Linked DNA regions of Mus musculus: all the other regions are linked to region 4. A link is a contact called in public HiChIP or PLAC-seq data. All regions are on one chromosome and are shown on one strand. The core of a region is the stretch at or near the end of the contact, and the rest is flanking DNA. Distances in the headings are between cores, read along the strand shown.

What was found. HiChIP or PLAC-seq counts read pairs in DNA pulled down with a chosen protein or histone mark.
Region 1: an H3K27ac HiChIP or PLAC-seq map of the HPC-7 cell line shows a contact between it and region 4, with 7 times the contacts expected there. The contact joins the enhancer-like site here to the promoter of Pik3cg in region 4. A contact is called at or near these places in 11 of 39 promoter capture datasets (the HPC-7 cell line, HPC-7-derived erythroid cells, cranial neural crest and 7 more), 4 of 484 Hi-C or Micro-C datasets (the HPC-7 cell line, granulocyte-monocyte progenitors, myeloid progenitors and 1 more), 4 of 115 datasets of contacts at active chromatin or transcription factors (the HPC-7 cell line, bone marrow-derived dendritic cells and bone marrow-derived macrophages) and 5 of 9 other capture datasets (adipose tissue, embryonic stem cells, liver and 2 more).
Region 2: an H3K4me3 HiChIP or PLAC-seq map of pro-B cells shows a contact between it and region 4, with 7 times the contacts expected there. The contact joins the enhancer-like site here to the promoter of Pik3cg in region 4. A contact is called at or near these places in 25 of 39 promoter capture datasets (the 3T3-L1 cell line, 3T3-L1-derived adipocytes, the C10 cell line and 16 more), 4 of 15 datasets of contacts at CTCF or cohesin (CD8 T cells, the NIH/3T3 cell line, large pre-B cells and 1 more), 13 of 484 Hi-C or Micro-C datasets (the 63-12 cell line, CD4 T cells, the HPC-7 cell line and 10 more), 23 of 115 datasets of contacts at active chromatin or transcription factors (the 230-238 cell line, CD8 T cells, DN3 thymocytes and 14 more) and 5 of 9 other capture datasets (adipose tissue, embryonic stem cells, liver and 2 more).
Region 3: a contact with region 4 is called in an H3K4me3 HiChIP or PLAC-seq map of bone marrow-derived macrophages, with 3 times the contacts expected there. The contact joins the enhancer-like site here to the promoter of Pik3cg in region 4. A contact is called at or near these places in 9 of 39 promoter capture datasets (3T3-L1-derived adipocytes, cranial neural crest, embryonic stem cells and 5 more), 3 of 484 Hi-C or Micro-C datasets (B cells, LSK cells and bone marrow-derived macrophages), 11 of 115 datasets of contacts at active chromatin or transcription factors (the 230-238 cell line, CD8 T cells, the HPC-7 cell line and 6 more) and 2 of 9 other capture datasets (adipose tissue and liver).

What each region holds. Positions count from the first base shown.
Region 1 is chr12:32,041,619-32,048,188 of GRCm38.p6, forward strand. The region is part of intron 1 of Prkar2b (protein kinase, cAMP dependent regulatory, type II beta); the gene reads right to left. Among named protein-coding and RNA genes, the nearest start is that of Prkar2b, 16 kb to the right of the region's middle. Within about 2 kb of position 3,038, at least 92 of the 459 cell types and tissues checked have an H3K27ac peak or open chromatin away from gene starts, as enhancers often do. A contact at or near this core is called in the HPC-7 cell line, adipose tissue, granulocyte-monocyte progenitors and 3 more, where this site is marked.
Region 2 is chr12:31,971,731-31,978,347 of GRCm38.p6, forward strand. It overlaps Prkar2b (protein kinase, cAMP dependent regulatory, type II beta), which reads right to left. Exons shown (of 11, transcript NM_011158.4): 5 at 4,189-4,295; 6 at 320-473. Among named protein-coding and RNA genes, the nearest start is that of Hbp1, 25 kb to the left of the region's middle. Within about 2 kb of position 1,956, at least 137 of the 459 cell types and tissues checked have an H3K27ac peak or open chromatin away from gene starts, as enhancers often do. A contact at or near this core is called in CD8 T cells, DN3 thymocytes, LSK cells and 8 more, where this site is marked.
Region 3 is chr12:32,005,445-32,012,802 of GRCm38.p6, forward strand. The region is part of intron 2 of Prkar2b (protein kinase, cAMP dependent regulatory, type II beta); the gene reads right to left. Among named protein-coding and RNA genes, the nearest start is that of Prkar2b, 52 kb to the right of the region's middle. Within about 2 kb of position 3,982, at least 75 of the 459 cell types and tissues checked have an H3K27ac peak or open chromatin away from gene starts, as enhancers often do. A contact at or near this core is called in CD8 T cells, LSK cells, bone marrow-derived dendritic cells and 6 more, where this site is marked.
Region 4 is chr12:32,204,198-32,211,491 of GRCm38.p6, forward strand. It overlaps Pik3cg (phosphatidylinositol-4,5-bisphosphate 3-kinase catalytic subunit gamma), which reads right to left and starts at 4,462. Exons shown (of 11, transcript NM_001146200.2): 1 at 4,321-4,462; 2 at 1-1,801. The coding sequence starts at 1,789.

The sequences.
Region 1 (6,570 bases), core at 1,788-4,287, 160 kb before region 4:
AGGATTCTAGGAAATAGTAAGAGATAAAAGAGAGCCACGGGGAGAGCCACAGAGACAAGACAAGAGATGAGATGGGAGACAATGGCAATAGTGATGTAAACCAGCCGAGAGATGCTGAGGAGACACAAAGGAAGAAGAGGGCCAGGCCTGAAGGAGAGGTAACCAGCACATGCTAGACAGAATCGTTTAAATGGGTTAAATAAGGTATGAGCTAGTCAAGGAACAGCCAAAGCTCAGGCAGGCATTTATTAATAAATATTTAGTCACAGAATCATCAACCTGGGACCCAAGGCTGGGGAAGGAAAAACGGGTTATTATGGTGTGTGCGTGTGTGTGTGTGTGTGTGTGTGTGTGTGTGTGTGTGTGTGTGTGTGCAGAAAGAGAATATCTCCAGAATATTCTCACATAACAAAACCAACTACAGCATGTGAGTATACGTACCCAGGGGTGTGCAGGGGTGAGCTACAGGTGGCTCTAGGGTGTCACCTATGGCAGGCCCTTGACTCCATCTCTAGGTCACTCTGAGATGGGGTAGAGGCCAGGTGCCCAGACAGTTTGGCATGATACTGGCACTTGAGGGCATGGCCCTACGGGGAGGTCTATAATTTTTAACATACATGTCTTTAGAAAACAACCCACCCCATTACTGCCATGCCATTTATGGTATGTGGGTAACCAGAACAATCCATTTGGCCAGACTCTACACATGGCATTCATGTTCATAAGAGTTTCATACAGATGGGAAAATCTATAACTATGTTAAGACTTTTTCCTCACATGCTAAAGCACATAGCTACTAAAGCACCACAAATTACATTCCTTTGTTTATCTTTGACAGTCTTTGTAGAGACTGTATCTACTTCTAAACTGTGAGCATGTAAGAGCCACACAATGATGATTCTCACCACTTGACAATAAATGGGGCCTAAGAATGGTCAGTAAACAAGACAAGTGATGTTAACAGGGCAGGCGGCTTTCAGTAGTCAAGGCTGCACATACCATGCCTGACCATCAAAAACACTCCAATAGACATCCATATCCCCCATGCCCTCTCTAAGAGTCAAAAGAAACACAAGTATCTCCTATATATATTTATAGTGAATTAAGACGTCATGCTTACTCTAGAGTTTTAATCTAGCTAGCAACAAAGGGAAGAAGATCTGAAGTCAGTGTGATCTAGCCAAGCAATGCCGTACATGTTCTCGGTACATGTAACTTACACGGTGCTGTGTGTGCCAGGAAGTGAGGCAGGAGGAAGGCAGGAGTGCAAATACACACAGAAGTCATGTACGGCTAGAAAGGAAGGGGTGGGGAAGCACACACGAAAAGGGGGTCCTTGGCCCGTGGCTGCCCCATGAGCCACTTCCATGAAGTCTGATGAACCTACAAAATATGAACAATAAGTACTGCTCTGCTTTCCGAGGATTTCATCAAGTTGTATCTTTTGACAGTGCTTGTCAACTATAAACTCTCACCAACGACAAGGGACTAATACTTGTTGTAACTAATACTACCATTTCTAAAGTATACAAAAGTGAACAGCAATACAGAGTCTCAAAAGTAAACAAACACGGGACTAAGGAGATTGATGGCTCACAGTGTAAGCACGCCTGCTGCTGCACAAGTCTGAGGACTTTGGTTCAAATCCCCAACCCCTAGCACTTTGGAAACAGAAGTTTACTAGGGCTTGCTAGTTACAAGCCTAGGTTTGGGCCCAGTGAGAGACCTTGCCTCAAAAGAATGTGGCAGAGAGAACTGGAGGACGCCCATCTGTTGGGATTATCTTCTTGTGAACTGTGTAAAGGTTCTTTGTATTGCTCAAATGTTGATTTCTGTACCAGCAGAGACCTGAATACTGTCCGAACTTTGGTACTGCTATTTTTTTCTGAGCCACTGCCTGTCTAGGTGTTTTTATAAACTCTTCTCTGTCACCGTCTGATTGTTTTCATAAAGAGCTGACAACCTATAACAGGGCAGGAAAGGAAAGGAGAGACATTCAGGCAGAGACAGGAACTGTGGGAAAAATTGAAAGGCATGGGATTTGCCAGCCAGACACAGGGAAAGTCAGATGTACAGGGACTGAAGGAGAAGTAACGGGCCACGTGGCAAACGTGGATTAATATAAACGGGTTATTAAGTTATAGTAGCTAGCTGGGAACAAGCCTAAGCTATAATGCCTATGTTTTCATAAATAATAAAAAGTCTCCAGGTCATTCATTATTGGGAGCTGGAGCATCAGAAACACTCCAACCATACCCATCTTCTGGCCTCACACACACACCACATATACAAAATTAACAAATGAAGATGTCTAGTGTGTGACAAATTGAGTTTTCTCAGTCTTGGTTTCCATTTTCAGTTGTTCTTTGTTCAATAAATATTCTGTGGATGCACATACATGTGTGTGTGTGTGTCACACACACAAATTCATAGAATACAGAGAGGAAGGAAGAGGAGGAGCAAAGAGGAAGGAGAGAGAGGAGATAAATGATTTAGATAATATAAAATACTAGAAAGAAAAACAGAGGAAACACACTGTCTACCTGTGAGACAGGTGTGATTTAAGAATATATGAAATGCCTTACATTTTGGAAAAGGTAAGTCCTCAGAGGATTCCCAGAGAAAACAGCAGACTATTTGTGTACGTGCTTTCTCCCAGAACCCATCCTGAGAAACACTGTGAGCCTTGTGCCACACTAGGGCCATCCTTATGCTTGTGTAACAGAGCCTATCACTGACACACTAGACACACTAGACACACTAAACTCCCTTTAGCTCTTGGACTCCCAGGAGACCAGAACTATAACTGACTCAAGTCCTCCTCCAATCTGGAGTATCCTTAGGAGCAAAAGTCCTCACCCTGAGGTAAACTGAAGAAGTCCCTCCATTCCCAGGAGAGAGACCAGCCTTCTACAGCTGCCTAAGTAACTCTGTCCACAGAAACGGCTACATTTCACTCTCTGTACCCAAGGTTACCCTGGCTGAGTTAACACACACTGGTGGATAAGCTGAAAAGTACACAGAGCAAGCCTGTTTGCTTCTGCCTAATTCCTGCCACATGGGTGGACACAGGCACTGGCATTCCAGCAGTCTCTGCCCGGAGGGCTGAACTAGGTCTACTCATATTTCCATACAATTGCTTCCAGAGCTCACCACACTTAGAAGAAAAATAGGTGAAAGAAGAATTCAGAGAAGGCTGAAAAGCAAGATAGTTCACAAAATAGAAGCCATCAGTTAAAAGCAGGAAGCAATGAGACCGATTTTCAAAATGCATAGACACTGTCTTCATTTCTGAGCATGTTGCTGTAAGAGACATTCCAAGCTAAACAAATATGAACTGGGTTGTGGTCTGTGGTCACATGCACACACACACACACACACACACACACACACACACACACACACACACACACACAAACGTGCACACGCCACACACAAACAAAAGGCCACTTCATTTGTACTAGAATTACATTAGATAAATGTGCCTTTTGCAGAAAAGTGTTCATATGCCCTGGAGTAAAATATCTCCAACCCTATTAGAATCCATAAAACAATTAGCATCTCTGTCTTCATATTAGTTGCTTTTTTGTTGTTGCTTTAGAAATAGAAACTTTTTTTAGTCTGTTAGCTGCCTAAATAAAAGATTGAGAAAATTGTAAATTAAAATGCATAAACTAATTATTTTTGACAGAATACTCAGTTCAGAATAAATTAACTTATGCCTGTTTCAAAAATTATATAAAGGAAAATTTACTCTTGAACCAAGAAAGAACTAAAATTTTAAAAGTTCAACAGCAAACAAGCAAGTAAATGACCCCAAAACATAAATATTTCACCATTTAGCAAAGAATACATATACTTTGCATGTGTTTAATTCTTGGTCCTGAAAATATAATTTATTTTCCATAATCCTATGCAAAGCCGGTGGGTCTCCAAGATGCTCATTACAGTCCCACACGCCCTTGCACTGGCCTCCAGCGGGGAGCGCCAGAGCAGAATCACAACTGGAGGGCCTTCAAACCCTAACTGCTTGGCCCTAAGCGACATGGATTATAAACCACGTACCTCAGAGTACATCTTGGCCTTAGTTGGGCTGTGTGAGAGGTGGGCATCTGAGGGCCGTGGCTTTCTTTTTGCTGACACAGCAAGAGGGACATAGAGCAGGTGTGCATCTAACCTACTCACATGGATTGTCGATGGAGGTAGGACAGGGTCAAATACGGGTGCTTAGCTTCTAGAACGTTCCAACGTGAATGATCACCAAAACACATACAATTTTGTTCTACTTATTAAACCAAATACCTCCAAATATACCCGACATTTTAAAATATCACTATAGAACGCAAAAAAAAAAACAAAAAAAACAAAAAACAAAACAAAACCTAACTAGAAATCACTTTTTGCTTAGGAGTGAACAGGATTCTCTTTTAATTTACAAGGACGTTGCCAACACTGTTCTCTTACACAACAAGGAAGGAAGCACAGTTGCAGCTACAGGAGTCCCAACACGACTAACCTTATAAAACCACACAGAGGCAAGACGGGGACAAAGGCCAAGTGAAGAATGTTTCCAAACTCTCTCCAGATTTAAATACCCTCTACTCGGGAAAGAGACACTGTCCAAACTACAGAAATCCAGCCCCTGCCTTTCTCCATACTGAGCCCTCTACCAAAGCTGGACAGAGCAGGCAGGACACGGTGAGGTCAACAGGGAAGGGCAGAGGCAGAGACCCATGCAGTCTGGGAGAGCTAATAACCCAGACCAATTCCAGAAGTTCAGAGTTCAAATAGCCTCATACCTAAGGTTCCCACAAAGGCCATGTTAAAAAATACAAAAGCTTTGAAATGAATTCAGCGCACAAACCAGTAGGGCTATGACAATGGCCTCCTCCTAAAGGTAGTCAGAGAACATCCTCAAACAATGAAGATGTCGCTGCCGCTCCAGCCTTAAACCAAGGAAGCCTTTCAACTGCTCCATCACAGCACACCATGTCACCTCCTCCAGAGCAAACAGCTAGCTAAAGGCCTCTGGCATCCTGTGCTGTCTTCTTCTTCACACTAACTCCTCAGCTTGTCCCTGGTCAGTGTGGTTACCAATCCCTAGCACATATGCATACACGTTAGAAAGAGTAAATCTAGATGAACTGTGCTGATGAAAAAGTATGGACAGGAGGTGCTCCCTGAGAGGTGATGCTCCCTGAGAGGAGGTGCTCCCTGAGAGGAGATGCTCCCTGAGAGGAGATGCTCCCTGAGAGGAGGTGCTCCCTGAGAGGAGGTGCTCCCTGAGAGGAGGTGCTCCCTGAGAGGAGGTGCTCCCTGAGAGGAGATGCTCCCTGAGAGGAGATGCTCCCTGAGAGGAGATGCTCCCTGAGAGGTGCTCCTTGAGAGGAGGTGCTCCCTGAGAGGTCCTCCCTGACTTCTACTGATTTTTTTTTCCAGACAAATGAAGGCGATAATCACAAAGTATTAAGTTGGTGAAACTGATATATTACAGTCCTGGTTGGAAACATTCAATAGATTTAAAGGTAGCAAAAACTGACAACGCTTTGATTGCCTTTCCCTCAAATGTCAAAAAACATTCTCATGTATGCTCCATTATTATGAAAATGGAATCTGGGTTTTGGTCTACAAGACAAAAAAGGAAGGAAGGAAGGAAGGAAGGAAGGAAGGAAGGAAGGATTGATTGACTTTACAAAAGACCCATCACAATAATGGCATTTCTCAATTAAAGACCAGAAAACAGGATTCCAACCATCCATGCTTCTGTTTTCCTTGAGCTGAAGTAAAATTAACATTCAATGGCGTGTGCCATCCAATGAGCTTTGACAAATGTCCTGGGTCATGTACATGACATCTCAATGCAATGTTAATCACTTTAGCACTGGGCAGTTTCTATGCTGGTAGTCAGTCCCTGCCACCCCACAGGATCCTCTAGTATAATGTCTGCATACCCATCTCACTTTACCTGTCTGGGAACGCCACTTAAATGTGAGGGTGCTTCTTGCTGCTGATAGCATTTGCAGCTCTTTTTTTTTTTTTTTCCTATCTATTGCTTAGTAGTACCTCTTCAAATGAATGCATCATAATTCATTTCTTTATTTTCATATTGATAGACATTGAGTTGTTTCCAGTTCAAATAAGGCTTCAGTAAATATTCTTACAGAATATACTATAGGTATAAGCCTATAGTTTTGTACCTCGTGAAGAAATGTCCACACAAGGTGCTGTTGGTCACTCACTGAAGGCGAATGTGCACAAGGAGTGTGCAGTTCTTGTCTACTCTGTCATACTCTTGCGGCTCACATAGACGGATCTGAGCTATCCTGCATCATGGCTAACAGAAAGAACTGTCTTTTTTAGCCCTTCTGGTACACATGCAATGATGTCTCCTTGCAACTCCAATTTTCACTTCTCTGATAACTAAAACCACTACTCTCTAGTCCATATGAATAGAATGGTTAGCCCCTCTTAGGACTTCTTTGTTGATATGCCCTAAATTTCTATCTTTGATTAGAATGTGTAATAGAAAACAGCACAGAATGTGTACTAGAAAATTCCAGATGTCATAAC
Region 2 (6,617 bases), core at 706-3,205, 230 kb before region 4:
TGACTGAGTCAGCGCTCCAGCTGTTGTGGTTTTTAAGCATGGACAAGAAAGGAACACTGTGGATCCGATGTCATTCCCAAAGGCCAGTGTGTTCAGGCTCCTGACTTGGGGAGAGACAGGACATAAAGCTTTGGTTCAGCACAGACTTTGTGCTTAACAGTGTAGCATCTTAGCAAATGCTTAACGAATGCCAATGACTTGTGATCCCAAATAAAACCACCAATCAAAATTAAAATACAGACTGGGGATATCTGCCTATCTACTGCCATGATAATTTTCAAAAACAACAACATTTAGGTCAAGCAAATATTTTACTCACCAAACCCCACAGAGCACCAGGAGAGGTAGCAGTGATTGTAGCTGCTCTGGGTGTATTGTACATTAAGGCCAGTTCTCCAAAACTCCCACGGTTATCATAGTTACCGACGCATCTTCCAACGCCATCACATTTTACATAAATATCAAATGTTCCTCTGTTGGACATATATAAATTCATATGGAAGTCAGAGACAGTGTGACTCAGGCAACATTAGTTACAGTGCAGCAGAGCTTCAGAGAAGAGCCCCGTGCAATGCAATCTTGATGCTGCCTGCCTATCCCTGATGATAACAGTGTGTGCTCATCTGTTCCAGACCTATTGAAATGGCTATCAACTACACCAGGACAGGGACAACCCACAGGGAAAAGGGAACTAAACAAAGTTAGAGTCAGGGATAGAGTGTGCGCAGAAAGTCATCTCTGCAACATACACCAAACACTAGCTGGACTTGTCTCAGACAGTAAGAACTGTGAGGTATGCCAGGTCATTGACTGCGTACTTAACAGACATGTATTAAGTACATGGCTTCTAAGACCAAGCGAAAATGGCTATTTTTTTTTAAAGGAATTCAGTTCTAACAATCTGCTGATGAGTCCTTTATAAACTATGGCAGGAGCTGGCCCCCAGGCCAGCTGCCAATAAAGTCTTATTAGAACACAAATGTTGTCTTTATTATACATAGCTGGTTTGGGTTACAAGCAGAATTGAATTTTTAGGCCATATTGGCCCATGAAGCCTTAACACTCCTTCCTTGACCCCTCACTTTAGGTCAGCTCCAAGCTGAAACTAGAAAGTGGTAGGAGATCAGACCAAGCTTCCGGCCTTGGTCTTTCTGTAGATGTTTCTGTGTTGGTTTTCCCTTGAGAAAACAGACTCCATTTACACGTCCCTGTGCTCAGGTCACCAGGCCCTACACTCATATAAGCTATTTTTCTCACAGAGCCGTCTTCCCACATTCTGTACTCAGTAGAGAACATGGTTTCAAGGCTGGCTGGGGTACCTGGGAGGCAGCTTTATTCTGTTGGTAAAAATCCTGGACAAAGATGTGGTAGTGCAAAAGCGGACAGTTTTTTGTTTGTTTGGTTTGGTTTGGTTTGGTTTTGGTCTTGGTTTTGATGATAGGGTTTCTCTGCCCTGGAACTCACTCTGTAGACCAGCCTGGCCTTAAACTCACAGAGATCTGCCTGACTCTGCCTCCCAAGTGCTGGGGTTAAAGGCGTGCACCACCAGCTGGCAGGGACAGCTTTTAAGGATTAGGAAAAGACTGTGACTAGTAAAGAAATCTACAGGAACAGAAACAAAAGACATTACCTAATACGGGAGAAAATGGTTGCCCTTTAATTTGTGGATAGAATGGTGCTTCTGAGGAAACACCCTAGAATTTGTTCCACGGATAATTACTTTTAAACCAGTATTTTAAACCCTGCCATTTATACTGAAAAAAGAAAAGAAAAAAATATAAAACCAAAGTGCCCTGGTGAGGGTGAAAGCAGCCCAGCGGAGAGCCTCGGTGGGAGGAGGGCCTCAGTGGGAAGTCTGTAAACAGGTGGCAGCTGCTCTTCGTACTGACTGACGTTATGAGGCCTCAGGCAGTGCATGACAGAGCAATGAGCCTGAACAGAAGCTGGTGACAGGAGATCTGGCTGTGGGCCAGACGCACTGACTATGTGGGTGACCTCAATCAGCAGCCCAGCTCCTGTGAGCTGGAGTGGTTCCTATGCCAATGGGAGGTTAGGCTCTGACTGGAGAGCACGTTGTAAAACACACCCACTGCAAGAACTGGACTGCACCTGGGGCTCTCACCTATCACTCAATTAAAATTTAAAAAAAATGAGTGGATTTCTAAGCGGTTTTGTTAGTGAAGGCTGTGACATCAAAACTATGACTCTGCCGTACACAAAGGGATATGTCGGGGTTAGGCTCTATCCCTAACCCTGGCTAGCGTTGCGGTGGAAGGGCACCAGGAGAAAGGAGAAATGAGCCAAGGCCCCAACTGAAAGGCATGACGGCATTTTACCCAGGGAACTGCTGGGCAATGCGGGGCACACACCTTTAATTTCAGCACTTGGGAGGCAGAGGTAGGCAGATCTCTGAGTTTTGAGGCCAGCCTGGTCTGCAGAGTGAGTTCCAGGACAGCCAGGGCTACACAGAGAAACCCAATCTCTTGAAAAACAAAACCAAACAAGAAGAAGGAGGAGGAGGAGGAGGAGGAGGAGGAGCAGGAGGAGGAGGAAGAGGAGGAGGAGGAGGAGGAAGAGGAGGAGGAGGAGCAGGAGGAGGAGGAGGAGGAGGAGGAGCAGGAGGAGCAGGAGGAGGAGGAGGAGGAGGAGAAAGAGGAGGAGGAGCAGGAGGAGCAGGAGGAGGAGGAGAAAGAGGAGGAGGAGGAGCAGGAGGAGGAGGAGCAGGAGGAAGAGGAGGAGGAGGAGGAGCAGAAGGAGGAGGAGGAGGAGCAGAAGGAAGAGGAGGAGGAGGAGGAGCAGAAGGAGGAGGAGGAGGAGCAGAAGGAGGAGGAGGAGGAGCAGAAGGAGAAGGAGGAGAGGAGGAGGAGGAGGAGCAGGAGGAGGAGGAGGAGCAGGAGGAGGAGGAGGAGCAGGAGGAGCAGGAGGAGGAGGAGGAGGAGAAGGAGGAGGAGGAGAAGGAGGAGGAGGAGGAGGAAGAGGAGGAGCAGGAGGAGGAGGAGGAGGAGGAAGATGCACAGTTGCACAGTTCCTATATGATTAGGAAAGGGAGCCAAGAGGAGGTGTAATTACCAGCTGACCACAATTCTACCCAGAGGACCAGAACTGCTAGTAGATCAGGTGGGGAGACGATCTGTGTTCCTCACAAAACTGAGCAGCTAGGGACACCAACTGCCACAGAAACCCCGCCTGACTCTAAGGTGAAGAACACCCTGCTCATGTGCTACGGAGGGTCGGAGGCTCATCTATCCACCATATTGTTCTCTGGTTAGGTAAAACAGTCGAAGATCTCTGAAACCAGATTGTCAATACTAGTAAGTGCATATCCTTTCTGTTTAATAAAATATTTTCTATGTGTTCAAGGTCAACCTGTCTACACAGCAGGTGCCAAGACAGCCAGAGCTACATAGTAAAACCTATTTCAAAAAACAAACAAACAAAACAAAACAAAAACCACTCTAAAACATTTTAAAAGACAACTATAATACTACCCAATTTCTGTGAGGACACAGGAAGTGCTCACTCTACTGGTTAAAGGATACTAAAACAGTAGGGGAAAAGGCTCCCTTCCTTACCCTATGCCTTCTGGAATACCTGATTCTTTTAGTTAATAATAAGGACATTGTATTGTGGCGATACTGAGTGGGCTATACCATCACTTAGATTCTTTGGTACCATGTCTTGCTCCAATTCTCACTGTAATTAGCATCTACTATATGGCAATATTACTTTCTACCTGCCCAATATGAACGAGCAAATCAAGGCACATTCATTTCTGTGACTTACAGATTTACTTCTTCTATAAACTGACTCCTTGCATGACCTGCTGCAGCTCTGTTGTATATATTCATGAGATGTTTACATCATACAGTAGTAAGGTTGAAGAGAAACAATTATCAGATTAACCTGTTGGTTGTCATAGCAACTGCTAGGGTTTTACACAGGTTTTTTTTTTTTTTTTAAGATTTATTTCTTTATTTATTTCATATACGTGAGTACACTGTAGCTGTCTTCAGACACACCAGAAGAGGGCATCAGATCCCCATTACAGATGGCTGTGAGCCACTATGTGGTTGCTGGGAATTGAACTCAGGACCTCTGGAAGAGCAGTCAGTGCTCTTAGCCCCTGACCCATCTCTCCAGCCCACACAGTAGGTTTTTAAACTTCAGTAATAAAGCCAGATGACTTACCTGTCAATGACGTAAAAGTTGTCACCGTCATCACCTTGGTCAATTACGTGTTCCCCTTCTTTGACCAATTTTTCAAACATGGCATCTAAAACTTGGGACATCTGCTCCTATTTTAAATAGACAAAATAACTTTATGTGTATCTAGAACACAGTTCCTCAAGTAACCGTATAATTTTTATATTTTTGTGAGAGATTTCAAAGAAATGAGAACATCATTACCATTGAGTTTTATCAAAAAAAATACCATTTGTCTCCCTCACCACATACAAGTGAGGTTATTTATTCTCATATTCAACATCTGAATGAAAGTAATGATAATTGGCCTACTTTAGAACACTTCAAAGTATCACCACTTTACATGGAAAAGAACTACCAAACCACCACACATCTTGAGGAAAAAAATTTTAAAAGCTAAACTAACTAGGATGATAAAGAACTGTTTCAAATTTTTGTAAACTATCTGTTCTTAAAACCTCTTCTATTTATCGCTAGAACTAGGGAGGCAGTTCCCTAAACACCTGGTGAAATTACATCCTAACTTCAATTTTACAGTTTGTGTCAGTGCCCAAAACAAAACAGAACAAAATACAGACCGAGGTGCAGTGGAGGGAAGCTAAACAAAACCAAAACAACAAAACAAAAAGCAAAATCTGCCACTGTCTTTTCTGTCAATGCATTTCCCTTAAAAAACCAACATCTACGTCTCTAGGAAAGCTCTTGACGGATTATTAAAGCCGCATCTAACAGTGCTGGAGGGGCCAATGAGAACAGCATGGGAAGCAGCCACACTAAAATCCTGTGCTCCACCAGGGTGCAGCCAAGAGACAAAGACGAAAGCCTGAGAATGGCTTCAAGGTGCAGGTGGATCAGATACCAACCTTCCCATCAAGTCCCTCTAACCCAGACAACACCCAGCAGCCCAGACTTGACTTAATTTCCCAGACAAGGATCAGAGAGAAATCAAACAAGCTGGAATAGGCGCACCAAACCCCAGTGCCGGGAAAGCAAGCTCTTCACTGCCGGGAAGACGCTCCCAGGTCTAACAGCTAGCTCACAGGCTGCCCTGCTTCCTCAGGGCTCTCAATCTGCTTTTGGTTGGCAGCCTCAACGCAACCCCATGCCATAGGTGTCCCAGGAACAGAGCAGGGTTTTAGACAGTGCTGCTTATCACCCAGAGACGGCTCAGGATGACATTATACACAAAGGCATATAAAAGGATCCTTACAATAAAAGACAAAAACCTTAAAACATGACTGCTATTGTTCTCTTAGGTCCACAGGTGCGCTGAGACAACTGTAGGGCTCCACACTTCCCCCGCCTACTCCATTACCAACAGCCCTAGCACTGGGGGAGGTTTGTTACGACTGATCAGCGCTCAGTGACTCTCGGACCCTGGTCTGCATTTACCTTTACGGTTTGTTCTTGGTGTTACACATTATAGGTATGACAAACATCAAATGACACATGGCCCCCGATTGGATTATTTTAAGTATATAAAATTAGAAAGAGTAAAACCCAAACGATGAAGTCAACAAAGAAAGGGAAGAGGAAACTAAAAATGAAGAAATATGGAATGAATTTTCCAGAACTAGAAGACACAAGATTTTAGGCTCTCCTGTGGCCAGCAAAGACCCCATGTATAGAGATCCGAAATACTTCTGAGGAGGGTGTGCCTTAGAATAATTTTGGAAAGAAGATGCCCAAAGTCTCTCAAAATAAAAATAAAGAGATACGCAAACTAAGATTGAAATAGGATTCCACTCCTCTCACTTAGCAACGTTCACTTGTGGAGGACGGCATGAGGAAGAGACATTCTCACTGGCTGCTATGGAAAAGTACAAATGGAATGAACAAATCATGGCAACATTTAGTAAGCTCTCAAATGTGCAGCCTCCACTCTGACCACTCCTTCTCCAGGAAGCCACCATGAGGTGACATATGCTGTGCCACTATTCACACATCACAGCATCACAGAACAAAACTGACGCCTCCCTACGGTGCTGGGTAAATAAATACACTGCACATGTTCCTATACATTCAGCACGTGGGGATTCCCCTGCCTCCACCTTCCAAGGGAGTTGATGGCTGTGGCAGGACTCTCAGAAAGGTGCAACTGAAAATGAAAACCTGCTGAGAGGAGTGGGCAGGGGGAGCATGATGCACATATGGATGCACTGGCCATCTTCCGTCTCGCTAGTCCTGCCCCAAGGCCGGCATGAGGACCACAGGACCACGAAACATGGGGTTTTAACACAGCGTAAAGGCCCGCCCAAGTGTAAGAGCGATCGCGGAGCTGTCCTGCTAATGTGTTCTGCAGCTGCAGCAATGCTGAAACGCAGACTCCTCGTGCACAGAAGTACTTTTCAAACTGTGCTGAGTTCAGGGCTTAGTGCAGAGGGACTTCAGTCTGCAAAACAGGATTCCAACTC
Region 3 (7,358 bases), core at 2,732-5,231, 200 kb before region 4:
TTCACATCATGCATCCCAATTACACTCATCTTCCTTGCAACCTAACCTTACTCCACCCTCAGGTTAGAAAAGAAAACATACACACACACACACACCAAAACAAAACACATCTTATTGTGGAAGCTGTAATGTGTCCCACAGTATATCCTTTACTTGCAAATGTTCATTGTAATGAGTCACTGGTCTAGTTTGAGCCTCTGGCTTCTACTACACTATCTATACTGAATCCGCACTGGGACTCTTCTTGGGTAGCCTATGTTGCCCTGTGTCATAGAGATCCTTCAGCTTTGAGTCTACAGGACTGGCCCCTTCGTGGACTTCAGCAGTTGGGTGGATCAATTCAAAGACCAGGATCTGAGCCTGGGTGGTAGCTGAGTTGGTCAGCCTGCCAAAGTTCCTTCACCCACACCATCAGGATGATCAAGCTCTCCAGCACTGCTCCAGCTAGCTCACCCAATGCCACAGCTGGCAAGGGGCAGAGCCAGTTTTCCTGCCTGCCACAAATAGTGAGGGCTGAGAAGGGGTTGGGGGAGGCCATTTCTTCCTTGGCAAGTATGATCCTTTGGTTTAAATACCAACTGACCGGTTCCCAAATTTGTCAAAAGGCTCCCATTGTTCAGGGAATATGATTATCTCTTGGTATTTATTTTGGTCTAAAATCTTCTTATATACTAAAATAAACAAATAGAAATACTAGCCAATACACTAATATAGTCATAATATAACTCTGCCCTTAAAATATTAGGTCTAGCCCTACATTATATTATTTAGCATCACTAAATAATTTCGTTTATTACTCAGAACAGTATTCCTGAATACTTCTGTTTCTGGAATGTTGACCAACACACACACACACACACACACATGAGAGAATGAGAGAAGCCGCAGGTATTCTTCTAATTCACTAATACATTCCAGAACAAGTGTCATTTGACCACATTGTCCTAGGATGGGAAACTGGAACTTTGTGGGTCCCGACTTATCCAACCCAGCACCAGAGGAGACTCCTATCCAAGCCTCTTGGTGCAATCATGAGAAATCTAGCAAGACGGCGGCTGCTTACCAATGTGTGACAGCACAATGCCTGTTAGTGTGCAAAGACTCGAATGATAGAACACGGTGAGAAGATATGGAACTCAAGAGTCTGGCTTATTTATTATTTAAAATAACAGGATTAAAGTTGTCTAAATAAACTATTCTCTTTTTTTCCTGCTTCAGCCTTGCCGAGTGCTCGGGTTATTAGGCCCCCACAACCATCATATCTGACTCCACTTTCATTTTTAAAATGAAACTCAACAGTCTTTTAAAAAAATACGAATTTCCTGTGGGTTCAAACTATACTATCTCATGGAAACTGTTCTAAGAAAATAAAATTCGGTGAAAGTTTTGTAGGTCCTAACATATTTCTATCAAGTCTAATTTTTACGTGTCTTTAGGAAAAGCAATAATATATAATGACATGTATCCTAATTTCTCTTTTGCTAGAAATTCTTTTTTATCAGCTGTCATTTTTCTCTGACCAAGATCTGAATCAAGTGAATTTTTTAAATTAAGATAGAATGATATAATAAGGAAAAATTAAAATCTAGGAACAAACTACTAAACATTTGTGTCAAATAAATTAGCAAAGTTCTTTGGGTCTTTTTTGTTTTTGTTAATTTGTTTAAGTTAAAAGACAGTATGGCAAAGACAGGTTTAGAATGAAATTCCTCAGCACTGCTGGTGAGAAGTGGGAATGGAATGGAAGACGCCAGATTCGAAAAGTATCACGGGCTTTGAAAGTGGCTGGGGATGTAGCTCAGCGAGGAGAGGAGTTGCTTAGCATGCACAAGGCGTGGGTTTGATCCCCACAACCACATAAATTTGTTATGGCAGGCGGTACAAGCCTGCCATCTCTGCACCCCAGAGGCAGAAGCAGGGGGTTCAAAGTCACCCTTAGCTGAGTCGGAGGCCGCTCTGGACATTAAGATCCTATCTCAAAAATAAAAGCTTTGAGGGCTGGAGAGATGGCCCAGCAGTTTACAGCACTAACTGCTTTTCTAGAGGTCCTGAGTCCAATTCCCAGGAACCAAATGGCAGCTCACAACCATCTGTAACAGAATCTAATGCCCTCTTCTGGTGTGTCTGAAGGTCAACTACGGTGTACGCACGTACATAAAATAAATCTTTTAAAAGATAAAGCCTTTAACATTCTCAAGGTCAATTCAGTAAGTACTCTTCAAGTCCTTCCATCTAAAAACCGATAGTTAAAAAGAGTCCCCAATAATAAATAAAAAATAATTAAGATATGTATTCATGTATGTTATTAATATTTTTAAATTACTCTTTGAGGGGCTAAGAGTACAGCTCAGTTGGTAGAGTGCTTGCCCAGTATGCAGGAGGCCCTAGAATCAATCCCAGGCACCATAGCAACCCGGTGTGACGGCAGCTCTGAGGAGGGAGAAGCAGGAGAATTAGGAATTCAAGGCTGCACAGTGGATCAGAGGCCAGTCTGGACTACATGAGATACTCTTAAAAAAAAAAAGTAAATAAGGTTTCATTTTCGATTAAGAACTTTGCTGTTCAGTAATATCTTATAAAATGTTTTTATAGTCATTTGCAATGCAGGTGTATATTGTATATTTATAAAAAACGTATGCATAAAAGATGGCTGTCAAGGTGGATACCAATGTTTACATAGCAGGTACTGCTCTATAGAAAGATTATGACTATTCTTATTTTCCTACCTACCCTTCCATGTTTTTTTTTTCACTTTACAATCAGAAAGGCAGGCAGATCTCTGTGAGTTCAAAACCGGACTGGTCAACAGATTGAGTCCCAGGACAATAGGGCTATTCAGAGAAACTTTGTCTGGAAACCCATCATCATCATCATCACCACCATCATCACCATCATAATAATTTAAAATGTATTCTCAAACATCTTTAAACATCCATACTTCAAAAAGATTACTAAATTGCCTCAAATTATTCCCATCTCAGGTACAAGAAGGAATTAAAACCACAAGAACGGTATCTTACTAACCATCTTTTTTTTTTTAAGGTATCTCATCTTTTCTCAAATTGGCTTTAATATTTTATACTTCCTAAAAACATACCATCTCTAAAACTAACAGAATCAAGGTGCCAAATTTTTCCCAAATACTTTAGGAAAATAACTCATTAACAATGCCACAGTAAAACTAAAAACTGTTTCTAATAAAACTAACACCATTTATTTGAAAGAACAACATGGTGGGTAGGATGCAGCCCAGTGATCCAGTGGTTGACTAGCACAGAAGGGCCACTCCTCAGTATGAACACCACGTCTATCTCATTCCTGTAATTTTTATGCAGCAAAAAAAAAAAAAAACATCTTTAGCCAGACATGGTGGCACATGCCTTGCACCCCAGCATTTGGGAGGTAGACCTCCGAGTTCTAGGCCAGTCTGGTCTACACAGCAAGTTCCAGGACAGCCTAGTGGAATGAGGAACGTGGTAGGTCCTGCCCCACCCCCACCACCAAAAAGGCAGAGAGGAGTTATCCGGAACTTAGGGGAGGAAATCAGCACTCTGGAAATGAAAGGCATATGATATAGAAGCATTTATTCATAAAAAGACCAGATTTTCAGTTAACACAGTGCAAATCACTGGCATCCCTGCCCAAGGCTGCTCGCTATGCCATTCTAGGTGAACATGGAAACAGACAAAAAACAAAACAAAAACAGACAACACACACTACACACACACACACACACACACACACACACACCACACACACACACAAACACACACACACCACACACACACACACACCACACACCATACACCACACACACACACACCACACACACACACACAAACACACACACACCACACACACACACACACACCACACACCATACACCACACACACACACACACACACACACACTCACTTACCACACACAGTTCCTGCCCTGAGCACTGCTGGTTACAGTGACCTGGGTGAAAGACAAGCAAGAGGCCTGAAGCTTAGAGAGCATAAGATGGTGTCATCCCTAGATTCAGTAAACTAACTAGAAATGTAACGGAAAGCGAGACAGTTAGGAGTCTGGTTACTTTCCCATGTGTCTGAGCTGTGGTTATGCTTTGTGGGGACATAGAAGAAACTGGCAGGGCCCAAGCCGTCTACCTACACCTGGAAGTCAACAGGGCAATAGAGACCATCTCTGTGCAGGCAGAGGGGACATGAGATGACCCAGCAGAGAGTAAATGCCAAACCTCCCCTTGAAAACTGCCTGAAATTTAAATGTTCCCAAACTCACACAGGATCTGTCAGCTGTGAGTGGCTTTTGACCATAACATCAGGCAGACACAAGCCAACCCTCAAAGCCACAAACCACAGCGAGCTGGAACACAGGAATTTAAGCACAGACAAGTCGGCTCTCCCACCTGCCAGGAAGCAACAACCTGGAGAGGGGAGCTCGGGAGCCAGAAACATTACCGTAAAGATCCTAAACTGTCCACAACCTGGAGAGGGGAGCTCAGGATCCAGAAACATTACCGTAAAGATCCTAAACTGTCCACAACCTGGAGAGGGGAGCTCAGGATCCAGAAACATTACCGTAAAGATCCTAAACTGTCCACAACCTGGAGAGGGGAGCTCAGGATCCAGAAACATTACCGTAAAGATCCTAAACTGTCCACAACCTGGAGAGGGGAGCTCGGGATCCAGAAACATTACCGTAAAGATCCTAAACTGTCCAGCTCTTAGCAAACATGACACATGCAGAGAAAAAGTAGATGTGACCCACAGGCTACAAAGAACTGACTGGACACAGAGAAGACTTCAAAGAGGCTATTTCCTTCGTGGAGGCAGAGGAAACCATATCTGATCGGCTGATCAGTGATTCAGTAATCAGCTTCATTAAAGAGAAAATTACAAGAAGGGGTCACAGGGAAAACGTGTTGAAAAATGTAACAACTCGGGTTTGGTTTGGTTCTGAAGTCATTAGAACAGCTCAATGGAAGGAAGAATCGAAGACTAGGGCTAGAGGGATGGCCAGTGAGTAAGTGCTTGCTGCGCATGCGTGAGGTCCATTTCACGTCTCCAGCACCCAAGTAAAGCCAGGTATGGCAGGACACACAGGTAAGCCCAGCACTGGAGAGTGGAGAGACAGGAGGGTCCCAGGGACTCAATGGCCAGTCAGCAAACGGGTTCAGTGAGAGACCCTATCTCAAATAGTAAGGTAGAAAGTGACCGAGGAAGAGGCCGACCATCAACCTCTGGTCTTCACATACACATGCACAGGCAAGTATTTCTGCATCTCTATGTGCACACGTGCATACGGTTCTATAGACACTAAACAAGTGGAGCCAATGTTAAAAGCAGAATCAAAGAACTTGAAAGGCAGATCAATAGAAATTATTCCACTGGAAAAATGAGAGAGCAAAGATGAGTTGTCTAAGAACCCTGTGAAACACTGTGCACCACACTGACAGCGTGTGGAAGTCCCTCTCAAACATGCTACAAAGAGGAGAGGAAGAAACTCTCAGAGATGTTGGCAAACGCTGGGGGTTGGTCTGTCACTATGTATGCCATTGCTAAAGTCTCAACCCCAAGATCTGGTTGTTGTCCAGACAAGTGTGTTCTCACATACACTGGCCTTTGTTGGGTAACCCTTGCTCCCCAGTTTAAAGCTATTGGTTAATAAAAGGCTAGAGCCTGTGATTGGATAGTAGAGAGAGAGAGGTGGAACTTAAAAATCGAATGAGAGAGACCACGGGAAGATGGAAAAAGAAGACAAAGAGATCAGGAGGCCTCCATTAGACAAGATGGACCAGCAGCACGTGGCCCAGAGAAGTGCACCCCAAGGACAGCTGATGGAGCAAAAGCAGCCTGAGCGAGACTCAAACAGTGAGTCACAAGGGACAAAGGGTTTGTATATGTGAGAGAACAGCACAGAACCCGCCCAACCTAGGCTTATAGCTTGTAAACAAAATACCAAGTTTCTGTGTCTTTTATGTGGGCTAGATAGACTATATAATTCATCTATAGGCAAACAAGTTTTACAGTTTTATAACAGTATTTACCTAAGATAGTATACACATCTCTAATCTCAGCATTATGAGGTATAGGGAAGAGGATAAGAAGTCCAAAGCCATGCTGGGCAACTGTCTTAGTCAGGGTTTCTATTCCTGCACAAACATCATGACCAAGAAGCAAGTTGGAGAGGAAAGGGTTTATTCAGCTTACACTTCCATATTGCTGTTCATCACCAAAGGAAGTCAAGACTGGAACTCAAGCAGGTCAGAAAGCAGGAGCTGAAGCAGAGGCCATGGAGGGATGTGCCTTACTGGCTTGCTCAGCCTGCCCTCTTATAGAACCCAAGACTCCCAGCCCAGAGATGGTCCCACCCACAAGGGGCCTTTCCCCCTTGATCACTAATTGAGAAAATGCCTTACAGTTGGATCTCATGGAGGCATTTCCTCAACTGAAGCTCCTTTCTCTGTGATAACTCCAGCTGTGTCAAGTTGACCCAAAACTAGCCAGTACAGCAACTTAAAACCCTGTCGCAAACAGGACAAGACACAAAAAGTCATCAATGTTTAGACCTAAGAAGTCCTATGGGCCTCGGCACAGAACAGACACAAAGACACTACCCATACTAAGCATGGGTTATTCACATTGTTAAAAGTCAAAACCAGAGAAAGCTTCCAAATAGAATGTTAACATGACCTAAGTTTTCAGTATAACAAAGAGAAGCCAGAGGGCAGGGAAATGGCATGCTGTAAGTGCTGACAGAAAAATATGCCCCTCCAACAAGTCTATATGTAGAAAAACTGTGCTTTAAAAACACGTGTGTGTGTGTGTGTGTGTGTGTGTGTGAAAACCCACCATGAAGTGAACTCATTCCAGGAAGCAGAGACTGCACTGTTAGCATATGTGCAACAGAGGTCACAGGAAGTCTTTCAGGCCAAGGAAGTGACGCCAGACAGAAGCTCAATTCAGGAGGAAGGAAACAAGTGCAGAGCACCAGAAATGGTGAATATTTGGTCCACAAAAATGCTAGAAAACCACAAACCATGGCCTTAATAAGGGATTAATAACCAGAATTTATAAAGAACTCAACAAGAGAAAAACAGCCTAGTTTAAAAATGGGGACTGGACTTAATAGACATTTCTTCAATCATGTGAAAATTATCAATAAGCACATGAAAAATGTTTTCTCCATACCACAATCATTCAGGGATGGTAAGCCAACCCACTACAAAACAATACTTCAGGAACATTTGATTGGCATTTACAAAAAAAAAAAGGCAAATACTAGTGAGGCTATGGAGATTCTGGAAGCTCTCACTGCTGGGGAGCAACATTGTGTGGCACTGTGGAAACCA
Region 4 (7,294 bases), core at 3,212-5,711:
TCACTGAGCTGAATAGCTTAGGGTAAGCCTTCGGATGCTTCAGGCTTTCATATCGAAAATGCCAGAGCAATTCTTTGTCCTCTGCTGTGAGGGGGTTAAGTGGATCTGTGGCTATGATCGCCTCCAATTGCTTTCGAAGCTGATTGGGCATTTCAGCCCGAACCCTGTCTCCCTCTGGGTCAGGGGTGGGCCGGTGCTTAGGCAAAGCTATGGGGTGACAGTAATTGTCCAGCAGGATGGAAATGGACATTGAGTTCTCCTTGTCAGGATTGGTTGCGGATGTGAGCTTGTCAGCATTGAAGCTGCCCTGCTCCTCTGCCTTGCCAGATATCTGCCACATGTGGAGCACATAGTCCCCGTGGCGGAGGAGGAAACGGTGGTCTATTAACAGCAAGTTCACGTAATAGAGAAGCTGGGCTTTGCCCTTGGACTCGGAGCCTGGAGTCTCTGCAGAAGCCTTGCTGGACAGTGATGGGGTTTTGCAGCAGTAGATCTGTAGGTTCAATAGAGCCCCTTTGGGCAAGTCTTTGATTTTGATGCCAAACTCCAGCCACACATTCCAGAGTACCTCTTCTGCGAAGGGCTTAGGGCTGGTTCTCCTTTGGCAGAGGACTTGTTGCCCGTGCTGGATGTTCGCTTCCACAAACACAGTGAGGTCGGTGTTCCGAGGCAGGACAGGGATATCAATGCCTCTGATCTTGACCCTGAACTTTCGGTCGCAGTCCCACAAAGACACTGTGAACACACTCTCGTGGTCCTTGCCATGGATGGTCAGCTGCTCGTGGTAGCCGGTGACTCCAGTGCAGTCATCCACCAGCGGCCATTCTTCCTTCCTCACCTCATCAAGGGCTGGGTCTGGAGGCGTGTCGAGCACCAGGTGTATTTCATCTCCGTTCTTGAGGCACTGCCTCACCCACTGGAAATTTTTGAGGGGTGTTTCACCCACCAGGTACTCATCGCGGCCACAAACCCGCAATACAAAATCCTGCTCACTTTGACTTTCTGAGATATTCATTAGGGACTTCTTCTTGGCCATCTTGGTGAAGAAGCTCTGGAGGATGGTACCAGGAGTATCATCTGCGGAGACCTTGATGGTTTGGCTGGTGGTACCGCGGTGGATGACGATGAAGATGCAGTTGTTGGCAATCTTTTTTGACAGGTAGTCTGGGAGAGGTTTGGACGTTACCCAAGGGTGCATAGCATAGAGTTTGGCATCCCGGCCAGCCACTTCAGCCATGCGGGGCGTAACCAGACGGCGGCGAGTGAACTCTAGCTCATCATCGTGCACATTGCTGATGTCAGTGACGTCATAGCCAATCAGGGAGGTGAGCTGCTTCTGGAAAGCCAAGGTCTCCTCAGAAGGTACGTGTCGCTGTACCACGTGGATCTGGCCAGGGCTCTTGTGCATCAACTTCCAGTAATGCAGGCAGTCTAGGGTCTGCACCACTTGGTACCTGTCATAGATCTCATACCATTGTCCTTTCTTCTGGTAGAGCAGGAGGAATTGGTCCGGGCCCAATCGGTGGTAGAACTCCGCAGCCACACTGGTCTCCAGTGCGCGCAGCCACACCTGAGCTTTCATCTGTTCCACATTGCCATGGCCAGCCACATGCAGCAGCGCTGTTTCTGGAGTCTTGCTGATGCGCTGGCTGGTGGGCAGTACGAACTCAATGGGGATGAGCTCCATGGAAGACAGGCTGCCTGCTGCGCTGCGTGGCTTCATCCTCCGGCGCCGGCGGAGGTTGTCCTCTCTTAGAACCACCGGTTGTTCATAGTTCTCCAGCTCCATGCCCTATGCGACCTGGGAGTGGAGAAACAGAGCTTTGTCAAGAGACACTGCTTCCTGCACATTCCTGTATGATGGCAGAGAGAAGGTGTGGTGGGCTGATGTGAGCACAAGGCCTGGAGGGACCAAGAAAGATGGAGGCAGCGCTGACTTTAGCAGCGCTGGTCAGAACATGAATCCCTGCCAGCTACTTACTGTTTGAGTGATGTAGCCTACCTAATATCCGAGCCTGATTTTTATATGTAAATTTGATTATTTACAAATAGAAGATGGAGGTAAAAGTTAAATAAGGCAGCGCAGCTTTTTAAAAAACCATGCTGACACCGTTTCTTTAGTTTTGTGTGTGTGTATGTGTGTGTGTGTGTGTGTGTGTGTGTGTGTGTGTGTATGATGTTTTCATTTAATGCACCATGGGCCTGGAGAGATGGCTCAGTGGATAAAAGTGCTTCCTGTACAAACATAAGGTCAGAGTTCATACCCTACCTCCCATATAAGCATTACCATTGTCCCCATGGACCTGTAACCCCAGGGGTGGGTCTCTCTCTCTTTCTGTCTCTGTCTGTCTGTCTCTAACGTTTTCTCTCTGTCTCTGTCTGTCTCTGTCTGTCTGTCTGTCTGTCTCTCTCTCTCTCTGTGTTGGGAGGAGAGCAGAGATGAGAAAACTTACTGGGGCTTGCTGTCTGTCTCCCAGCCTAGCTCCAGGTTCAGTGAGAGACCCAGTCTGAAAGGAATAAGGTGGAGAGAGTCTCCTCTGTCCTCTGCAGGTATACTTGCACACCTGCACACACATATGCTCACACCACACAATATACCGCCCTCACATGTGCACAAAAATATGTTAAACCCTCATCTAGCACAGTGTCTGTCATTTACTGGCTCAAAATGGCAACTGTTTGTAAGTACCCTGAAACTCACAGATGCATAAGACAGTACAGTGGAGGGCAAAGGCTGAGTCCCTAAGGTGCGGTGTGAGACCCTGAACATCACTTTGAGAACAAGCCAATGCCGATGCATTTCCTCTGTTCAGTCTCACACTTCTCTAACCTAGACACCCAATCTTGCTTCATCTTCTCTATTTTCAAACTGTCTGAACCCAGTCTCCCTAGTCAACTTCCTGTCTTCTTTCTTTTCATTTTTTCTTTCTATATAAGAAAGCTAGTCATTCCATTCATAAAACTCAAGTGTAGTAAAACTGGTGAAGATTGTAATCAAAGCCGTGTCCCCACACATACCATTTTGGTCATGGAATGCAGAGCATTCCAGCTATCACTGCTATATTAGGGCAGGGGGAGGTGCTAACATACATGGACTTTACCAATATGAACTTTTAGGTAATTTTAACTGAGCCAGTTGGTTTGGCCTGCCTCTGCTTTAGAGGGGACACAGTAGAAGACGTGATTCCTGCCCTCCCATGACCCGAAACAATAATTCAGTTTCCTTATGTCCTAATATTTTCATCTCCATAGCAGGAATTTACAAATTTGTTCCCATCATATTACCTATATTTAGGTATTTGCCCTCTACAAGGTATTTAAGCATAACTATGAACCCATCAACTAATGACTGAAATGCTCAGAGTTCCAAAACTAAAAAATAATCCATAAAAATGATTCATAAAAATTTTGATTTTAATATTTAACATTGCTACATTGGTACTACATTATATTCTAAACCACATTCAAATATTGAAACAAAATATTTCAGAAAATATCATTTACTCTCTAATTGATGTTAATGAGATCCATAATTAGTTTTTCCTGAAGAACAGTGGAGTGTTAATTATATACCCCAAAGGAGATCTTGATTAAAAGCTATAAAAGACAAGTTACATTGGATCTCAACTTATGTACAATTCTTGGGTTAAACTATTTTAAAAGTCAATTCTCCCTCCTTTTAAAATATAATGAAGCTATACTTAGTAAATAAATGAAACCAACTGTCCCAAACAACTGTTGCTTGGTAGCTTAAAGCATTCACTTTGGTCTTTTGGTATAGTATAGAATAACCAACAAAGAAAAGAACCATAAACTATTTTGATACTGACATGAACTTAAAATAAAACATGTCCAAATTTAAGCATACAAATATAACTCAGTTATCTGCCTCAGTGACAGCAGGAACTCACGCTATATAGCACGATACAAGGTACAGAAGAGAAAAGGCTGACCAAATACTCACTGGGTTTCCTCATGGCTGGGACTAAGTAGCTTTGTCCTCTTACAAAAACACTGTCTGGACAGAATTCCCAAGCAAGCACTTGGTCGACTCTGGAGCCTGTCCGTCACGGGCTCTGTGGCCGCCCCTTTCCGCACAAACAAAAACAGAAAGAACTAGTGCACCTGCAAGCCCTTGCTGGACGGAACTTTGTGGATGTACACAGTCTAAGCGCGCCGAGACAAGGAAACTCAGACGCTCGGGGGTTGGCTCAGCTTGAACCGGCAATGGATCCAGACAAAAAGATTCTAGCTGAGAAGGAAGGTGTTACTGTTCCAAGTCATACCAAGCAAAGAGCAAACAACAGAAAGCAGTCGTACCTGAGGCAGCCCTGGAGGTGATGCGGAGGAGGATCATTTGTTTACTTTAGGAAAAAAAAAAAAAAAACGAATCTAGACCTACCCGGGGCACCTCGTCTCTTCCTCTTTTCTGGGGCTCCCTTCATATCCAGATGCAGAGGAAGTGTTGCAGTTACCAGGAAGGAAGTTTTAACCAAGTTGATTATACATGTGATTGCTCATTTTAAAAGTGTCAGAAATGCATTTCCTGCTGAAGCACACACAGAGCAGAGCGGAACAGAGAACGGTGTTTGCCTTACTATTTCTCTCACTCTTTGAATTAACTCTTCAAAGATTGTGAGAGACTCAGACAAACCAAAAATATACCCAAGGCATAAACAAATGAAGCGTGTGTGTAGCTAGCAATAAGTAGAAGAAAGGGCTGCGTAGCCACAGTATTGGATTGCTTGTAGTGAAATCTATTTCCCTTTGAGAATTCGAATAAGCCCTAGTGTGTGTGTGTGTGTGTGTGTGTGTGTGTGTGTGTTGTAACTGTGGACTGTTGGGCTCAGTCTGGATGCTTGCAAGAGCAAAGCCTGGGAACTCACTTCCTTACATTGGTGAGACCTCCCCCTGCCTCCCTTCTAGACCATTCAAGTCTCAAAATATCACAAACTGAAAGTCCTGCAGCATGCAATGTGTGTGCCTGTTGCTGATATGCTGAGTGTGTGTGTGTGTGTGTGTGTGTGTGTGTGTGAAAATGAATTAGTCAGACAAAACAGGAGGACATTGCTCTCCTGGCGACATTAGGGAGCTAGAAACTGCCTGCTCCAGGCAGGTAATCACTGAGAGATGGCTTCCAGTTTCCACAGGCTTGGAGAACAGGGAGGAGGCAGGCTCTGAATTCTTCTTAAAGCAGTCCTATATTTTCCAAGTAACCTCAATTCCTTCTACAACCCTAAGCATAGCCAGTCGTCCCCTGTTCCAGGGGTCTCTATACCAGGGCTTATTCTCCCCCACTAGGCTGTCAAGGATTCCAGCTGGAACAGCAAGAAGGATAGAGGAGCCTCACACAGCCCTCCGAAGCACAGCCTCATGAGTTTCTTTGAGCTTCGTGGATATTGAGATAGAGTCTCTGACCTGTTCTATTTCCTCTCACACAGTCCTTGTGATGGTTCGTACAGATTGTAAACGTGACAGGATCTGGAATCTAAGAGACAAATCTCTGTGCATCCCTATAAGCCTGTCTCTAGACTGGCTTAGGTGAAGTATATAAAGGTCCACTCTAAACATGGGAGCTGCAGTTCTGGATGGGAGAAAGCCAGAGAACGGCAGGCCCTGTTCATCTGCTTCCTGATGGCAGATGCAATGTTAGCAGCTGCTCTATGATCCTGCCGGCATGACTTTCCTGCCACGATGCACTGTACCCTCAAATTGGGAACCAAAATAACTCCCGTTCTGCCTTAAATTGCTTCTGTTGGATGCTTTGTCACAGCAACAAGGAAAACAGTACATAAAAGATAAAGTCCTTTGGGTCTTAGCTTTAAAATAGTGGTTTAAGAGTCAATAGCAGTGGTCAAGTCTTGATTCAAAGGCTGCTGAATTTCAGATATGTAAAGGGGGTATTTCAGCTTTCCAAAGCATATTTCTATGTAAGCATACTTCCTTGAGAGGTTGGTATCTTTACAAGTCTCAGGGTAGCTTGAATTGTTTAGGGGGGAAGACTTACCAAGTTATGCTTCACTCAGTGTGTGTGTGTGTGTGTGTGTGTGTGTTTGGGGGGGCCCTGACAGCAGGTGAAGTGAGTAGGGCTCTTCAGAGGGGACGCTGACCTGAGGGGACTGTGAGCTGACTAATTCTCAGCTTTCCAGCTTTACACACACATGCATATGCACGCTTTCAGAAATGCTAGACTCAGGCTCTTGGGTCCTTTTTCTTTTGAAAGGACTATTCAGCTAAGTTCACTCATGTGAAAAAAATGTCAATTCTCTGACTAAACTTTCAAATACTTTAGGCTTACCGGTGGTTTGAGATTAAACGTCCTATGATCGTCTTCAATTGCTCATACAGCCACTAAAATTTACTATTTGTAGTGAATATTGTTAGGCAGAAGTAATGAGACATGCCTGGTGCCTCTTTTCTCTGTGTGTACTTCTCCATATGGAACCTCATTTTCCTAATAAGGAAATTTTATCCCCAGAAATTTGGGGTCAGCCGATCTCCAGGCTACGTCACTTATGGTAGTGATAGCGTGCTGCTGTTTTGTCCATTCTGAGAGTCTCATGCATCTAGCACTATATTCTCAATGGAATAATCAGGTTACATTTAGAATATAGCTATCGTAGGAATGACAAGATGGAATCAATTCAAAGCAGAAGACAGAGTAGGCAGTGCTCATGGAGAAACAGATTAAGAAATTAGTTGTTCCATCTGAGGGATGCTCTTTGCATTTGGTCCTCCGAGATTATCCACAGTATTGTTGGCAAGCAGAGCACCATGCATAGGCATTTTCTGTTTCATCATGAAGCAGAAAAGGGTCTGTGCAATGTCACTACTACAGTAGTCCAACCATCATGGCACCATAGAGGCACAGACTTTTCTGTTATATATGTTTACTCTTGTTCATTTGGGGGACCTAATATATGCCAATTCATCTGCCTTAGCTTTCTAATCTGCTCAAAATGTCACAACCGCCCCCCATTTTAGAAAGTTGTTAGAAATCGTTTATTTTCAACTGAACAAAACTACTAGCTATATTATATACGTATGCAATATCTTACACATTTTGAGTGTGCTAACGGCCATGTGATGCTTGGAGTCATTGTGGAGAGAGAGAAAGAAAACATCATGGCATCTTGTGTTTTGTTTTCAGTGAGAAACAGTTTTTCCAGCAGCCTCCTTTGTTCCCTCATAGCTCTGGTGAGAGTTTTGGCAAGTGCACATCCTACGGCAGCCAATCAATGGGAAGAGTGGAGAATTATTCAAATGGTTTGAGTTCATCAGGAGCCGTCCCCTG